Regions from separate parts of the Rattus norvegicus genome. Here region 2 is linked to region 1. The links are chromatin contacts, called in public Hi-C maps. All regions are on one chromosome and are shown on one strand. Each heading gives the region's core, a stretch centred on a gene start, on an enhancer-like site or on the middle of the called end of the contact. The rest is flanking DNA. Distances are from core to core; before and after follow the strand shown. Region 1 holds the start of Recql5 (RecQ like helicase 5). Region 2 overlaps Itgb4 (integrin subunit beta 4).

Region 1 (5,228 bases), core at 899-3,398:
GATTGTGGCTTCTGTGTCTTGCTTATGCAGTCATTCAAGGACTATTTAGAGAGTCACCTTGACTATCTAATCTTGGCAGGGTAGAAGAGCTTTCGTGGATTTTGCTTTTAAAAGCCCTTCCTTACCCACTTCTGGGTAGCACATCCTTGATTTGGGTCAGAGACTGCGGCAATCGCTTCTCGGCCTTTTGGCTAAGATCAAGTGTCGAGACTGCGGCGAGGCTGACAGCTTTACCAAATTTGGCTAATTAAAATCTAAATTGAGTCTGGGAGTCTTTTATGGTGGTGGTCTTGAACTTAACAATAAGGGTAATAAAAATAAGCAAAGCATTCATCGAGTGTGGTAGCACACACCTTTAATCCCATCCCTCAGGAGGCAGGGGCTGGCCTGGTTTATAAAGTCAATTCCAGCACAGCTATGACTACAGAGAGAAACTGCGTCTCAAAACATCAAAAAGTAAGAAAGCATTCAGGAGGTATAGGTAGAGGAAGACTGACCTCTGGAAATTCGAGGCCAGCCTGGCCTACATAGCTAGTTCTAGGCCAGTGGTCTACATAGCTAGTTCTAGGTCAGCTAAGCAGCCAAGCTGTGTAGTAAGAACTTGTTTCTAAAAACAAACAGAACAAGGCTTAAGTAGTCTTGAGCTGCTGGGGGGGTGAGTGTTTGGATTAAACACCCAGGGAAGCAGAGTTCTGGGCACACCGGGGTAGAAAGCCAAGGCTATTTTACCACTCAGAAGTCTGTTAATAAGCCTGTCACTGGTAGGGCACTGCTGTTCCCTCCCATTTGGACAACCTCAGTCACCCTATTTCCAGTTTACAGTGTTCCTAGTCTCTCCAGCTTACAGTGTTATTAGTCTTTCTTTCTTTCTTTTTTGTTGTTGTTGAGTCTTTTTTTTTTCCTTTTTTTTTTATTGGATATTTCTTTATTTACATTTCAAATGTTATAGTCTCTTCTTTTCTACCTGGAACTCAAGCTACTGAACTTACAAGTAAGAGGATTACCTAGGTCACTGACAGGATTAAGCATTACTGCTGCCCTTGCTACTACCTGTGCAGGAACAAGAACGGGCGTCTAGGAACAGACGTCAAGGGCAATCTGTGGGTCTGGCTATGAATAAACACCAGAACACTCGTGAGTGGTTCTGTCCAAAACTTGTAGCAGGTTATGATAGCCCATACCTGTAATACCAGTATTTAATAACCCAGAAGCAGAAGGGCTGCTCAAGTTTGAGGCCAACTTGATGTGTATAGAGAATTCCAGGCCAGCCAGGGCTACATAGACAGCATATCAATAAACGAACAAACAAATAGACACCTACCATCAATAAACAACCCCTAGCTTTAGTTGTGAAAGATTTCCAAACCAGTAATGGATAAAGGGTGAGGAGGTAGGAGTCAAGAGGGTGTTGTGCTACAGAGATACGACGGTACAACCAGCAGTCTGCAAAACAGGTAGCTTGTCATGTTACCTTTCACTACAGCCATGATCGCACTCTCTTGTAAAGGTGTTTTAAAAGAATCAAACCCAAAGACTTTCTTCAGGGTGCTCCGGACTCGCCGCTCCCGGTCGAAGGGAGTGGAGAAAGGACGGGCGCTCATCTTTGCAAAAAGCAGCAGCCAAAAGGTGAATGCAAAGGTAGTCAAAGGTTATCCCAGGAAACCCCCTGCTCCGCTTTAAAATATAGCCTTTGTTTCTTCTGCAGTATAATCTGCTATGTTACGCTTAAATATATCATTCTCCAGCAGTAAAAGTGAAGGTTGAATTGCTTCACGCAATACATCCCTGAGGAGTTAACATCACTTCTCCCTTTAATGAAAATAAAAACAATGAACTTTCCAGGTCAGTGGAACAGAACTAGAAACTGAACCACAACAAAGCCCGCAAACGTCTTCAGATCCGACTGGAGAACTTGGAATCCTTTTTCTAGGGTCCTTGTTCTAGAAGCAAAGCCATAGAGACCACTCTCCCTTACAGGATGCCGAGCCCCCCTTCCTCTGGGCCCCAAGTCAACAGGTTTCGCCCTTCGCCAGCCAAATGCTCCCTAAGATGTCAGACCCCAGGCTCTTTTCGGTTGGCTCTGCAGCTTTTTAAAGAACACTACTCCCTAATTCTAACTCAGAAACCAAACCGCCCGAGTAGCCAGCGAAGTAGAAGCCGCAAAACCTTACTTCCGTCCCGTGCTGATGACGTTTCCAAGAGCTGCGCGTAAGGGGTGGAGCCATGCCCAGAAGCGGCCCTTTTGATTGGTTTTCAGTCGGGCGCGGAGTCTCCTGGGATGCGGAAGAAGTTGGTTTTCTCGCACCTAAATCGGCTTATGAGTCATAGGTGTGAGCCACACCGTGCTGTGGGAATAAAATGGCGGGGAAGAAGAATGTTTTGTCGTCTCTTGCAGTTTATGCGGAATATTCAGATCCTGAATCTGATGGCGAAACTGGAGTCGACGCTGTAGGCAGTGCGGCTGGTGAGACTTGAGCTGGAAAGAGGGATTGGTATCTGTTATGGTTAAAACATGCTGCTTCTCTAGCGGGGTTTGGGGAGAAGCGATGCTTATTGTGCTCCTGGTGTCGGATCCTGGAACCCCAAAGCGTAGCGGATGTTCTAGGTCAGACATTAGAACGTCTTGTATGAATGATCTCTCTTTCTGCGACCTTCTGTGCAAGGCATCATGCTGGCCAGAGCATGGACCAAGGTCAGACATTAGAACGTCTTGTATGAATGATCTCTCTTTCTGCGACCTTCTGTGCAAGGCATCATGCTGGCCAGAGCATGGACCAAGGTCAGACATTAGAACGTCTTGTATGAATGATCTCTTTTTCTGCGACCTTCTGTGCAAGGCATCATGCTGGCCAGAGCATGGACCAAGGGATGCCGCATCAGTGTCTAGCCGAGACATCACTGCCTCGTTGTTTGATGGGGAAGAGAGGAGTGAAATGTACCTGGAGGATGATAAAATTTGCGTTTCGTTAAATTGGTAACTTTTTAGGAATGGGCTCAAAGTCTGTCCTAGTGCTTTTAAAAATACATCTCTCCAAAGTGCATAATTCTGTAGCTTTTTCGTAGAATGTGCTGGACATCCTTAAGCCTTCTAAGGCTCTAGGGCGATTCTGTTGCTTTGTGAGTTTTCAAAGCCTATCAGTAATCCTGTTGCCCTCAGACTGCAAACCACAATGGGATTTCTTGAAGGAATGAATAGAGGAAGCCAATTACCTTATATACCAGAGTTTTGGGTCTTCTCAGCTGCAAAGTAGGGTAAAACAATGAGGAAGAGAGTCTTGCGCATAGAAGGCGTTTTTGAGGTTGCATATGAGACAAGATAGAGATGTGTATGGTATGTCAAAGCAGGAGTTTAAGCAACCTGCTGGGCTGGTTCAAAGAGGGGAAGGCTCTAACTGGTCTAATAGACCAACAGCATGTAACAGACCCCCATCCCTTGGAACTGGAATCAAACCCAGGATTTTACACATGTTAGGAAAGCATTCCACTACTTTGCTACTTCCCCAGCCTATACTAAAAATATTAAGACATGAGTTTACTGTTTAATTTTCTTTTCATATACATATGGAGTGGACCATGCAAATGAGTTCTGCCCATTGTGGCATTGGCTCTTCTGAAACTGAGTTGCCTGGTGTAGGTACTGGAAACCAAACTCCGTCAGACTCACAGAGGTCTGCTTGGCCCTGTCTCCTGAGTGCTGGGATTAAAAGCATGGGGCACCAAACCTTATACATTATGCACAAATATAAGAGCCATCTTCCCATACCCCTGTTCTTGTTTGTTTTGGGTTCAAAGGTGTGCACCTCCTCTCATGGCATCACCCCTGATCTAAATTGTTCTTCCTAAAAACAAAATCTAATCTGGGCTTATAGTCACTTACCTAAGACTTAGGTTCCCTTTTTATCTTCAGAAATGATCTCAGCCATTCAGTTTTCAGAAACATTTTTACATTCCTCCCGTCTTCCCCTTCCCCTCTTTCAGAAGAGAAAGGTGGCTTAGTGTCTGATGCCTATGGAGAAGACGACTTCTCTCGCCCAGGGGGTGATGAAGATGGTTATGAAGAAGAGGAGGATGAGAACAGTAAGCAGTCGGTGGGTAAATCTTCCAGATCCATCCGTTCAAACACTATTCCGTTTCATGGTTAACTGCCTCCCTTTTCCCTTTTGGTTTGGAATCAGTTGGTACCAGTTGGAAATGTAGCTCATGGGAGACTACTTTGGCTAAGCATGTCAAAGACTTGATGCCCAGCACCACAAAAAGAAGAAAAAGTTGAATTGGCTGAGTAGTAGTAGTTCTTTTTGAAAATTAAGGTTTGTTTTTTTTTTTTAATTTTTCACACAAACCATATTTTATTAGCTTTCGGGGGAAAGTCTTTTGTGTTTTTGAGATGGGGTCTCACAAAGCCCAAACTGACCCCAAACTTTTGATCCCTGAGCTCCAGATCCTCTTGTGTCAGACTCTTGAGAGCTGAGTTTATAAGCATGAGCCACTATGCCTAGCTTGGTTACTTTTTGTAAATTGATACTTTTAGTATCAGTGGGTATTTTATGTTTTTCGTGAGTTTAACTAATCTTCCCACTTGTATTAATATGTTCATCCAAATTAGTGTGGCATTTACATATCTGTATTCAACTTTGTATTAATCTTGGTTGGGGTTTATTCAAATGCTTCGCTTTCTAACTAGGTAAGGAAGGGAAATTTTCTTGTGATCGTCCACTTTGACTCTCTTGTTATATTCCACTTGGTGTTTTTGTCAGAATCCCCTGGTTCTTGATCACAGAACTTCCTTGAGGCTAACTAGGTACAGTAACAATGGAAGGAGAACTGTGTCCTCATCAAAATGAGAGGCATTTATGGCACACAGCCACATGAGCAGTAGACCTGGAATTTTAACGTCTGGAAGGGAAAAGGGCAAGGAAATTCAGGCTATTGCTTAGCACAAAAAGGCGTCTAAAATTGAATTTGGATATTAAATCCGGCCACTTAAAAGCAGTGTTTATTCAAACGCTCACAACACGCTTTATTTTGCTGTTGTTGTTTGGATCTTTTGTTCTATGCTGATATATGAAGGTTAGCGTTAGAATGCTTTTTAAACTAAGTATAATGGCCCATGTCCTGCAATTCTAGCATTCAGGGTGCTAAAGCAAGAAGAGTGGAGATTCAAGAGTATACTCCTGTCTCAAATAAGTAAAAATAAAGGCTGGGGGCGTAACTCAGTGGTACAGCAGCGG
Region 2 (5,228 bases), core at 981-3,480, 61 kb after region 1:
GGGTGAGAGAAGTAGGGTCTGGGAGGATATCTCAGTGAGTCAGAGCATTGCTGAAGCAGCATGAGGACCTGACTTTGAATCCTTATCACCTCGTAACCCCAGTGCTGTGGGAGGCCACCAGCCTATCTCTGGGTTCAATGATAGATCCTGTGTCAAAGGAATAATGTGGAAAATGGCAGAGCAGGATACCTGGTGTCCTCCTCAGACTCCTGCACATACACACACACACACACACACACACACACACACACACACACACACATATATACACACACTCACACACATGTTCACACATTATACACACACGTGTCCTCCTCAGGCTCCTGCACATGTTCGTGCATGCACACACACATACACACACACTTCTAGTGAAAAGACTTGACGTGGAGGTGCCTGGAGTGGCCTATCTAACCTGGGACAACCATCCTAACCTCACCTCTAACTCTTATCTCCTAGGCCTGCCTGGGACTTCTTCCTTGCTGCAACCAAGGTATGGGCCAGGCACAAGTGTGAGCAGTGGGTATCTGACTGCTTTTTCTTTGGGCCGGAGGAGATGTGTGGGTGGAGCCAAAAGCAGAGAAAGTGGAGGCCCTGGGTTCCACCTGATGGGTACAGCTATGAAGGCCTAGGTGAGGGGTTGGGGATTTAGCTCAGTGGTAGAGCGCTTGCCTAGGAAGCGCAAGGCCCTGGGTTCGGTCCCCAGCTCCGGAAAAAAAGAACCAAAAAAAAAAAAAAAAAAAAAAAAAGCATGAAGGCCTAGGTGGGGTCCCTGGTGCTGAGGACCCTTCCCCGCAGGTCACATGGTGGGCTTTAAGGAAGATCACTATATGCTGCGGGAGAACCTGATGGCCTCTGACCACCTGGACACGCCCATGCTGAGAAGTGGGAACCTCAAGGGACGAGACACAGTCCGCTGGAAGATCACCAACAATGTGCAACGGCCTGGCTTTGCCACCCATGCTGCCAGCATCAGCCCCACAGAGCTCGGTGAGGGGCAGGGCTGGATGCTGCCCTTCTTGGGATTTCTGTCCCTGACCCAGGTCATACCATTCCTGTTCTCGTTGGGGGTTGGGGACTCAGTTCCTTTATGGCCCATCACGATGGCACCAAGACTCTAGGGCCTATGTGTACCTGACACAATGACAACGGCCAGTTGTCCTTGGCCTTAGGCTGGGGTGTAGAGGTCACGCTCTGCAGTGCCTTCTGCATAGCGGGCTGACGGTGCCCATATTTCCCACACAGTACCCTATGGGCTATCCCTGCGCCTTGGCCGCCTCTGCACTGAGAACCTCATGAAGCCTGGCACCCGAGAGTGTGACCAGCTACGCCAGGAGGTGGAGGAAAATGTGAGGACCAGAATCAGCTGAGTGGGGACCACCAGACGTGGGTGCGGTGGCCGCCTGTGGGAGAGCCGAGGGCTGTAGCCCCGGAACCTAGACTTTTCTAGGCAGGAGGGAGAGGAGCTCTTTGGACGTGTGCTTCGAATGGGGTCATCTTGGGTGGCAGCAGAGCCTGGCTTTCAGGGTTCATCCCTCAGGCCTAGGGAACCTAAGCTGGAGAGGTCCTCTGGCCTAATCTCAACCTTCTCCCCTTGCCTGACAGCTGAATGAGGTATACAGACAAGTCAACGGCGTACACAAGCTCCAGCAGACGAAGTTCCGGTGAGTCCTGGGGAGCCCCAGGTCGGGTGTGTGTGTGTGGTGGTGTTGGGGTACCTGCCTGCACTGAACCCTGCTCTCAGGCAGCCAGGGTGCCCAGGGTTGGATGGGAGTTGTTCACTCAAGCTCCCACTCCAAAAGACACATGGCTCATGGCCCTCCTTTGTCCCCACAGACAGCAACCCAACGCTGGGAAAAAGTGAGTTGAAGAATACAAGATGGGCAGTCCCACCTCCTTCCCTCCACCCTGAGCTCCGACCACCTACCTGCCCACCCGCTCTAGCCCTCTGATCAAACCTTAGGAAGGGAAGGCCCTAAGTCTGCCATTGGCTAGGCCCTCAATTCCTTCCCTCCAAGGTCTGTTCATCAAGCAACTACTTATAAGATGCATTTACCGTGAATCGACCCCTCAACTAAAACAAAACAGAGACCAGCCCCTGCCCCATGGGCTCGTGGCCCTGCCCCTCCTCTCCCAGGGCCAGAGATTCTCACACTGAGCCTCAGTTGCAGGCAGGTTACCAAACAGACATCAGGTCCTGCAGCTTCTGCCCTGCTGGGGAGGAGGGTGGGTGACAAGGAGCCCTACAGCTAGTCAGAACTGGAATGGGCCACACGTGGCCAGGCTCTGACCAGCACCTCTGAGGGCTCACAGCCATCTCAGCCAACATTCTCGGTGACTGCCAGAGTGTCCCCCTTTCTGACTCCATTTTCCAATGAGAAAACCGAGACTCAGGGAGGTTAAGTCCCTGGCCTGAGCCTCCCTGCTGCCCCACACCCAACCCTTGTACAGCAGCCCTGTTTGGTGAGGTGGGCGGGGAAGCCCTGGTGAGTGGCAGGATGGTGGAGGAGGAGGAGCCAGTGCTGACTCACATCTTGTCCCTCCTCCTCTACTTGGACACACAACCCAGGCAAGACCACACCATTGTGGACACAGTGTTGCTGGCGCCCCGCTCTGCCAAGCAGTCGCTGCTGAAGCTGACAGAGAAGCAGGTGGAGCAGGGGTCCTTCCATGAACTCAAGGTGGCCCCTGGTTACTACACCCTCACAGCAGAGCAGGGTAGGTAATGCAGCCTCCTCACCTTACGCTGCTCCACCTCCCCTCCCCCACGTGGCCCCGAGACCCATGTCTGACTCGTACCCCAGATGCCCGGGGCATGGTGGAGTTCCAGGAGGGGGTAGAGCTGGTGGACGTGCGTGTGCCCCTCTTCATCCGGCCTGAGGATGATGATGAGAAACAGCTGCTGGTGGAGGCCATTGATGTCCCCGTGGGCACTGCCACCCTTGGTCGACGCCTGGTAAACATCACCATCATTAAGGAGCAAGGTTGGTCAGGGTTGGGGGCCGGGGTCTGAGTTCCTTGATCCTCCTGATATCAAGTGGAAGTGGGACAGGGCCATGGGGCCTAGGCCAATCACTTACTCTCTGAGAACCTTAGAATCTCCATCTGTAAAATGGGCACAGGAGGCCATCGCTGTGCCTTTGCACAGCACCTGGTACAGGTCTAAGTGGTAGTCACGGCTCAGTCTCTCCTCTTTCTTCTTTGTGGTGTTGGGGACAAAACCCAACATGGCAGGCAGATGCTCTACCACTGAGCTACATCCTCAGTCCAAGTGGGAATCCCCAACTCTTAGGTACTTGTCCCTGTCCCTGACTTTCCAGGCTGCCTGCTGGATTTTATTTTAGCCCCTTCACTTCTTTATGAAGAAATTTCCATCCCATCCCTCTGGAGCCTGGAGTGGGTGGGAGGGAGGGAAGGAGCTAAGAAGGAATTGGATCCAGGACTGTTGACCAGCACCCCGGTTCCTTGCAGCTAGCGGGATAGTGTCCTTTGAGCAGCCTGAATACTCAGTGAGTCGTGGAGACCAGGTGGCCCGCATCCCTGTCATCCGGCACATCCTGGACAACGGCAAGTCCCAGGTCTCCTATAGCACACAGGATAATACAGCACATGGACACCGGGTAAGGCTCAGTCAAGGGGGACTGTCCAGTGGTTTCCATGGTAGCTGCCCCAATCCATCCATCATAGCTGCCTCAATCCTCGGATGCTCGCAGTATCCCCAGACAAAGATGGCCTTGCCATCAGGAGTGACTCACCCAAAGTGCCAAGGATACCCTGGCAGGGTCCCATTACTGCCAGGAACTCAGGGCAAGGGGATTAGTCTCCTGGATGGACCAGGTATCTACTGAAACCATCCTTGTGTACCCTTCAGTGACCCAGGATAGCATAGTCACCTGTCTGTCCAATCTAGTGGACTTTGGAGTTTTAATTATACGTGCATGCATGCGTGCGTGTGTGGTGTTTAAGACTAGAACTTGATTTGTAGATGAAGCTGACCTCAAACTCACAGAGATCTATCTGCCTCTACCTCTGCCTCTGCCTCCTGAATGCTGGGATTAAAGGCAGGCACCACCATACCCGGCTAAGGGCTCTTAAATTTATATATCTTTATGTGTATGGGATTTTGTCTGTATGCATGTCTGTGTACCACATGTGTGCTCGAGGGAGGGCAGTTAATGGTATCAGATCTAGGACTGGAGTTAGAGACAGTCGTGAGCTGCCATGTATGTGCTGGATGCTGGGATCTGAACCCTGGTCCTCGGAAAGAGCAGTCAGTGGTGCAAACCACCAAGCCACCTCTCCACTTGTTTGTTTTTTGTTTTGTTTTTTTCTTTTTTGGTTCTTTTTTTCGGAGCTGGGGACCGAACCCAGGGCCTTGCGCTTCCTAGGTAAGTGCTCTACCACTGAGCTAAATCCCCAGCCCCTCTCCACTTGTTTTTAAAGACTGCATCTCAATATGTAGCTTTGACTCTTCTCAAACTTGCTATGTAGACCAGGCTGGACTTGAACTCGTGGAGTTCTGCCTGCCTCTCCCTCTGAGTGCTGGGATTAAAGGTACAGGCTACCACACTCTGGGCTTCTTGAAATGGAATCACAAACCTTGTGTCCTTGAGCAGCCCCCCAATTCTGTCACTGACACTTCCCCAGGCTCCATCAGCCTTTCCTCACAGGGAGGGCCTTGCCAGTGTTTAATTGAAGAATTAAGGCTATGCCATATGGGCAGATGTGTAGGTTTTCTTAGTTTTGATTCTGAATCTAGATGGACTCAGCAGAACAGACCTGTAATCTAGTGCTCAAGAGACCAGGGCAGAAAATTACAAGTTCCAGCCATTCTGAGGCTATGTACGAAAACCTTATCTCCAAAACACAAAGGAAGGGCTGGAGAGATGGCTCAGTGATTAAGAATGTATACTGGGGGTTGGGGATTTAGCTCAGTGGTAGGGCACTTGCCTAGCAAGCGCAAGGCCCTGGGTTCGGTCCCCAGCTCCAAAAAAAAAGAAAAGGAAAAGAAAAAAAAAAAAAGAATGTATACTGATCTCGAAAAGCCACTTCAGGCAGCTTACAAATGCCTGTAAATCCAGCTTCAAGAGATCCTCAGGCCTCCATGGTCAGTCACGTTCACTCACGTGCAGGTAATCCCACGTAGACCTGCATAAACACACAATTAAAAAAAAATGGCAGTGGTGGCATATACCTTTAATCCCAGTACTCGGGAGGCAGAGGCCAGCAGA

The links. Hi-C and Micro-C count contacts between places; a contact is called where the count stands out from the background.
Region 2: a Hi-C map of Schwann cells shows a contact between it and region 1, with 6 times the contacts expected there. The contact joins the enhancer-like site here to the promoter of Recql5 in region 1. A contact is called at or near these places in 11 of 12 Hi-C or Micro-C datasets (the A7r5 cell line, the Rat2 cell line, Schwann cells and 6 more) and 1 of 1 datasets of contacts at active chromatin or transcription factors (oligodendrocytes).

What each region holds. Positions count from the first base shown.
Region 1 is chr10:101,662,434-101,667,661 of GRCr8, forward strand. It overlaps Recql5 (RecQ like helicase 5), which reads right to left and starts at 2,149. Exons shown (of 19, transcript NM_001105853.1): 1 at 1,472-2,149. The coding sequence starts at 1,601. Sap30bp (SAP30 binding protein) reads left to right here and starts at 2,322. Exons shown (of 11, transcript NM_001108305.1): 1 at 2,322-2,464; 2 at 3,979-4,088. The coding sequence starts at 2,359.
Region 2 is chr10:101,723,296-101,728,523 of GRCr8, forward strand. Itgb4 (integrin subunit beta 4) reads left to right here. Exons shown (of 40, transcript NM_013180.2): 19 at 457-490; 20 at 796-987; 21 at 1,243-1,346; 22 at 1,603-1,661; 23 at 1,834-1,857; 24 at 2,567-2,715; 25 at 2,802-2,981; 26 at 3,469-3,617. Among named protein-coding and RNA genes, the nearest start is that of Itgb4, 20 kb to the left of the region's middle. Within about 2 kb of position 2,231, at least 1 of the 93 cell types and tissues checked has an H3K27ac peak or open chromatin away from gene starts, as enhancers often do. A contact at or near this core is called in Schwann cells, where this site is marked.